Regions from separate parts of the Columba livia genome. Here region 1 is linked to region 2. The links are chromatin contacts, called in public Hi-C maps. All regions are on one chromosome and are shown on one strand. Each heading gives the region's core, a stretch centred on a gene start, on an enhancer-like site or on the middle of the called end of the contact. The rest is flanking DNA. Distances are from core to core; before and after follow the strand shown. Region 1 holds the start of BCL10 (BCL10 immune signaling adaptor). Region 2 holds the start of ODF2L (outer dense fiber of sperm tails 2 like).

The links. Hi-C and Micro-C count contacts between places; a contact is called where the count stands out from the background.
Region 1: a Hi-C map of crop shows a contact between it and region 2, with 3 times the contacts expected there. The contact joins the promoter of BCL10 here to the promoter of ODF2L in region 2. A contact is called at or near these places in 2 of 2 Hi-C or Micro-C datasets (crop and liver).

The regions. Positions count from the first base shown.
Region 1 is chr8:26,837,097-26,840,662 of bColLiv1.pat.W.v2, forward strand. It overlaps BCL10 (BCL10 immune signaling adaptor), which reads left to right and starts at 1,642. Exons shown (of 3, transcript XM_065072653.1): 1 at 1,642-1,728. The coding sequence starts at 1,657.
Region 2 is chr8:26,502,195-26,505,351 of bColLiv1.pat.W.v2, forward strand. ODF2L (outer dense fiber of sperm tails 2 like) reads left to right here and starts at 1,771. Exons shown (of 15, transcript XM_021294220.2): 1 at 1,771-1,996; 2 at 2,533-2,647. SH3GLB1 (SH3 domain containing GRB2 like, endophilin B1) reads right to left here and starts at 1,721. Exons shown (of 9, transcript XM_065071188.1): 1 at 1,433-1,721. The coding sequence starts at 1,504.

The sequences.
Region 1 (3,566 bases), core at 392-2,891, 330 kb after region 2:
CATAGGCACTTGGACCTGAAAAAAACAGTCTGCCCTAAAGCCCTAGAGCATGAAAATGGGAGATAAATACTTGTATTTCATATGTTTTATCCAGAGACACACAGGAAGCTTTAAGAAATTCAAATGAACTGCAGTAAACAAAGGTGTCTTGGTATGCAAATAACACCACAGAAGGATTTGGGTTGTGAGCAAAGGTGTGCTACCAAATTACCAGTGATCAGGTCAGCAGGGCTGGGTGGAAAGGGTGAGGCTGAAGGAGTTTTTGCTGGGCAGAAGTGTCCTCCAGCGCAGTGGCAGGCAGCAGAGATGGTTGGGTGTTTTCTGGCAACCAGTTTGGGGACTGGCTGTGATTTTAACACCCAGCTCTACAGAAATCAGCCTTGTCACCAGGCAAGAACAGTGACTAGTCCTTTATTTTTTAATTTTTCTGGGCAGGACCTCTGCTATCCAGTGCGTTTGTGGAGAAGCTGGGAATGCCAGTCCTGTCAAACAGGTACTGTTGCAGTTAATATCTGAAGCACAACTGCATTAATAAGGCATATCAAACAAAAGGACTTCTCAAAATGTTTGTGAAACTGGTAGTTTTGCCTTACTGAAAGCAAACCCCGGTATGGATTGCTTCTACTTCTATACAAATTACATTCGGCCCTTGGAAGGCAACAGCGAGGCTGATGTGGCCCTCGGTGAAAATTAGTTGGACGCCCCTGTTCTATACGCTTTCGTGTTTCACTGCTGGAAGTGAAGTGTTGAAGACTGCAGCAGTAACCTGAGTTTTACCATTGGCGGCTGAAAACATACTAATTAATTAAGCTTTGTCTTGTGCCCTTTATCTCCAAGATTAGCGGGCTCGGGCGCGGGCCGCGCTGGGCGGCCCCGGGGCGGGACCGGGACCGGGACCGGGACCGGGACCGGCGGCAGCAGCATCTCCAGCGGAACAGCGGCCCCTTCCGGTGCAGAGCCCGAGAGCAGGGGCTGCCCGGCCTTCGGAGGGGTAGGACTGGAGCTGCTGCCGGTTCCGCGGCGCACAGCCCGGCTTGTCCTCAGCCCCGGACAGCCCGCACAGCACCGGGGCTCGGCCACTGTCGGTCCCTCGAACCCGCGGGAACCTCCTGTCACCAGTCCTGCGTCCTAAAGCCGCGGTACAGCGCAGCACCGCCCGGTAAAACGCCGCCGTCCGGCACGGCCTCCGCCGGACGCTGCTGACCCGGGAACGACCGGCCAGCGGTGCCCGCACCCACCCGCTGCCGGACACGGGCTCTAGCGGTGTCAGAACACCCGCGGGAGGCAACCGTGGGCTGCGGACACGGACCGTCGGTACCGCCTGGTGACAGACCTGGAGGGGCAGGGCTGAAACCGCCCCCGCCGGCGGGCGGGCAGCCGGTGCCTCCGCGCCCCGCCCAGACCCGCGGAACCCGATCCCCGCGGCACCACCGGCCGCCCGCGGGGAGTGACGGCCCGCCGCGTCCAGCGCCACTGGGCGGGGCCATGCGCGGGTGGGCGGGGCTACCGTGGGGGCGGAGTGCCTGCCTTGAGTTTCCTTTGGTGACCGGGCGGGCGAGGGGTGGAACCGAGCTCCCGTGGGCGGGGCCCGGGCCGGAAGCGCTGCCGTGGGCGGTTCTCCCCAGCGGCGGCGGTGCCGGTGGAGCGGTTTCCGCTATGGAGGGCCCGGGCTCGGGGGCTGCGGGGCGGCTGCTGACGGAGGACGAGATGGCCGAGGTGAAGAAGGATGTAAGTGGTGGGTCGGGCCGAGAGGCCGGCGTGCCCGTGGCGCGGAGCGGTGGGGTGGGGTTAGGGCCCGGGCGGGGAAGCGGAAGCCCCGTCAGCGCGGGCGCCTGAGGTGGGGAGGCCGGCGCGGAGGCGGGAGGGCCGCCAGGGGCCGCCGGGCCGGGCCGGGCCGGGCCGGAATTCCCCACCGCCTTCTCGCAGGGCGCCCGCGGGGGCGGGCGGGTCACGTGTAGCACGGCCGGGCTGGGCCGCGGGGCGTCCTGCCCAGGGCTCCCCGGGAGCGGCCCCCGCGGCCCAGGCCCCCAGCGGGCATTCCCGCTAAGAGGCTGATAACGATTCGCAAAAACTTGAACCCTGGGGTCCGGTATTCACCTGAAAGTTCAATTTTATTATTTTCCGAGTGTTCCGCTCCCGTGTCGCGTTTCAAGGCCGGAGTAGCGAGGTTTGGGTTCCTGGGTGGCCGTGTGTCCCGCAGAAAGTGCTGGGAAACAGCCCGAGTGCGGGGTAGCTGAGGTGGTATCCAAGGGTCAGCTGCAAATGTGTGTGCTTCTCTTGGTGTCAAGAAGACTCTGTATTGTAGAGCATCACTCTTTCTAATAATTACTGATTTATTTATTTTTTTTAGGCCTTTTGTTCTATAGTTTCCTGATTTTTTACCTTTTTTCCCTCTCCCCTCACTGATGTCTGGAATCTTAGAGAACTCGTCATCTTGATTCAGTCTGGAATTATTTATCTCTGCTAGACTGGGAAGCAAGCAATGTGCAAACCAACCTCAACAAGTGGTCGGTTAATATAACAAACTATTAAAAAGTCACAGTTTATCAATTATTTACTGACCATCCATGCTTCTGTAATTTACAGTGTCTGATGTTTGACTCATTTGGGGTTTTATGTTCCTTTAAAGTATAGTAAAGAATATTTGGACCTTGGTTTTGGTTTCTTACTAGCCATATGCATATATAATTTTCTTTAAATGCTTTGTCATAGCTTTATGAGGTATGTTTTTCAAGTTGTTACTTGCTTCTGTGGAACTTACAGGGTAATACTGTAATAGTTAGCATCTGGTAGTTACACCAAACAAAAGATAAGAGCTACTTAAGTCAGGCTATATGTGTAATATGTATGTCAGTGTGTGTTAGTGTCTGAGTTCATGACTGCATCTCACAGAAGTGCATTTGAGGCACTTCAGCCCTTAATCTTATAGGGTCTCCCATAGTAATTGGAGGACTTGATGGAAACCTAGTATGTAGAAATAAATGACATTAGTTTTATCATCAAAATACAGTCCATTAAATCTGACTTCACAGCTTTTATTTCTCATATTTTAAATGTTGTGGCTTCCTGAGGCAAAGCGATGATTTGATGTAAACTCACCTGTTTCGAAATTTTTCAAGTGTCTTTGATAGCATTGTGTTACCAGAGGTTCTAGGTATGTGATGTGTCAGCACACCTCAGAAACTGAACCTGCAGGGATAACTTGGTCTGGGTAAACTTGTCTTGAGGAGGAATTATAAAGGTTGGAGTCTTACATTTGAGAGTTGGGAAGTGAGCCGAATAAAATCATTGATGTAGAGCAAAGTATATTTAAAGCTTGTGTTCTAATGTGTTTACTCTTTCTGTCCCTCATGAACTGTTAACCTGTGAGGACAGTGTGGAGGGGAATTCAGAACTGATACACTTCGTACGGTGAAGGACTCATTACAGGAAGATGTTAGTCAAAACACAATAGTCTTTCTATTGAATAACAACTCACTTTATTCTTCTACTGTTGAAACATTGACTGACTCTTATGTTTCAGAGTTTGTTGATTGACCTGTCTGGTGGTAGGATGAGATTTCCAT
Region 2 (3,157 bases), core at 521-3,020:
CATAGCTATCTATAGTAAACCAATAATACAGATAGAACATACTGGAATAAACCACAGTTTAGACCACCTTTAAACCATGACAGGCTGCAAAAACCTCATTAGATTTAATGCAATAAGCTGATTTAGATGTAAAAAGTCAAGAAAAAAGAGACAAAAATCACAAGATCCCAACCCCAGAATCTTACAATGAAGGGTGAACTGCATCTCCCTTTTTTCCTTGTCAAGTAATAAAAGGGAAAGGGGTGGAGGCTGGAAAGGAAAAGATGATATAGGAAATATGTAGATCCGAAAGAAGCCGGGGGCGGGGGGAGGAAGCATGGAAGGACCTCTATCACAAAGAGAAGCACAACGACTGCTTTAAGTTCATTTAAATTTGAACAATGTTTTCTGATGAGTCTGCATTTTCAGAGCTCTGCTGTGCTGCTGATCGTCCGTTCTGCTTGAATATTGAGATTTAGGGCAATAGATCAGACCAATCAGATCAGATAACAACTTTAATCACGTTCCAAACCTGACGGTGACCCAGCGAGAATTCATGAGAAAGCAAAGTGGATTACACTACATACACTGCTCGGATGTCCACCTCCCGACAGGAAATCTGTTCAGGTTTGATTATATAAAGAAAGGGGATTACGGTTCAAGACAACAGCTAAGGAACAAAAGCCAATTATAGTGCCCTTAGCGTGAAGGAAGGGGAATACCGATTCAGAAACAATGGGCTATCAAACCAGCTTAAAAACGATACTAAAGCTCAAACGAAACCGAAAAGCCTAAGCAGACACTTTACGTGTCACATCAGAACTCGAATTTCACCGATCAGGCATCAGGACACATTTTTAGCAGCCAGTAAAAACACCAGCTTATTTCAGGAGAGACACACCTTTGTCCTTTCGGTACACAGGTCCGACCGTACCTCCTCGCAGCGGATACCTGCTCAGACTCGTCGTCCTCAGCCCAGGCGCCTTCTCCCCGCTTTGCCTGTCCTGACCTTGGGCTGTCTCAGCGCCCCCCGCCCGCCCCCCAGCCTCAGCTGCTTTGCAACCAGCCTGGGCGAGATCCCCAGGTCCTGCCATGCCCAGAGCCAGCAGGGCACCCGCGGGGAAGGAGCTGCCTTGAGAGCAGGCAGCTCACAGCAGCACGTCGCTGACCGGCCAGGCGAGCGGGCTGGGCTCAGCCCTCGCCAGCGCAGCCGGGCCTGGCGCTCCGTCAGAGCGGGAAGCCCGAGCCGGGCCCAGCCGCCGGCCCAGCCCCTCCCGGCCGCCGCTTCCCGGCCCGGGGAGGAGCCGAGCTCCCCGGCCAACGCCCCGCACCGGGCCCGTCGGCGGCCCCGCGGAGCCAGCCCGCGGCCTCGCCCACCTTCCCCAGCTAGAGTCGCGGCGCGGCAGCGAAGCTCGATCCCGGCGAGGCCTCCACAGGGGCGGGCGGGGCATACCTGCACGGCGCGGCTCAGGAAGGTGCCCGCGTCGGCCGCCAGCTTCTTCACATTGAAGTCCATGATGTTCATCTTCGGCGGGGGAGGGGGCGCTGACTCAGCCCGCACACCCGCGGCAGCGGCGGCCGCTCCGGCCCGTCCCTGTGGACAGCCGCCGGGGGCGGAGCCAGGCCCGGCCCGGCCCGGCGCCGCAGCGGATTGGCCGCGGCCGCGGCGTCAGCCGCAGAGCCCGGATCGGCCGGTGGAGCGGCGGCCCCGCCCCGCCCGGCCCAGCCTCGCGCCGCCGTGAGGGAGCGATGGGCGGGGCTGGGCACGCGACCCCGCCTCAGGGCGCCGCGGCCGCTGCCGCGCGCTGCGGGGCGGGAGCGCCCCGGCGGGTGGGGGAAGGGCGGTGCAAGCAAGTTAGAAGAAAATAGCCTCTAGTTTTAGTAATTTTCATTATTTTAAGTTTCTCATCAGGATTCTTGAATGCTCAAGAGGAAAAGAAAGAACCTTTGACATAGACTAGCAATTGGGGAACGGATTTACAATGTAGCATCATTGGCAACAAACTAATACTCCCAGGTACAAAATGATGGTGGTCATTCGGTCAAGTAATTTACCTCATAATCCAAATACTAAGTAAAGTTTGGGTAAATTTGATAAAGTCAGAGGAAATCCTAGGGCATTATGACAAGAAGTGAATTCCAGAGGAAGGAAATAACTGTAACAATTAATGCAATCTTGCTTACATGCTGGTCAGATTCCAGGAATTAAAACCAAAACAGAGCTTGGGCTGTGTGGAGTTCCCATTGTACCTTTAGTACTGATAAGGAGAGGGCCTGAAAGTGATTGTGTTTATGTGTTTGCTTTGCTTAATATGGTTTACCTTTTTCAGCTTTCATTGTCTCACTTATACACAGCTGTAAAGAGTTTATGTGTAAAAACTACATGGCAAGTTTGTTTCAATCAGTTTAAAATGATTTTCTGATGCTTGGCACTATACCATCATGTAAGAGCTAATCACGAGTTCTTGTGATATCAGTGTAGGATGTGTTAAAAGACAGCAACATCAAATATTTTAGATTTGGACACACAGATGTAATTATTTCACTTCATAGCTCTCTTTGGCACCGAGCATCGGCAGTTCCAATGGATAGAGTTCCACAAAAACACCCAAGGTGCCGACAACTGAGAGCAGAGGTGCCTGACCTTGAAGCAGAGGCACCACCTCAGGTGAGATGTACCCCAATAATGCCTTGGGCAAGCAATATGTTCAGGCTGGAACTGACAACAACCAACATAGTCTAGCTCTTCCCAAAACAAAATACTGCTAGGTCTTCCCTGAAGCTTGCACCCTGCCCATGACATGTGAGCCTCACTTGCCAGAGAGGAAAGTGCTACTTTCTGTGGTATATTGACTGACAGCCTTGACAAACTGCTTTTTCCTTCAAAAAATGGTTAGATACCTCTCCTTTCTGGCATAACATGGGTGGAAGAGTAAGAAGACTCCCATCCTTTAAGTGCTGGTGGGTTAGAGTGTTCTTGTAGGATTTGGAATACCTATTTTTAATTGCTGCTTTCCTAAGGAGCCCTAAACAAAACAGTACTACTTCTTAGGAAAATACCTTAAGGAGATGGTAATTCCACCTTTAGTAGGCAGGCTTTTTGGTATATATGGAGCATTGGATGTGTTTTTTCAGTTCTCACTTTTCACATCCTTCCTCTTTTCATTATATTTTTAAG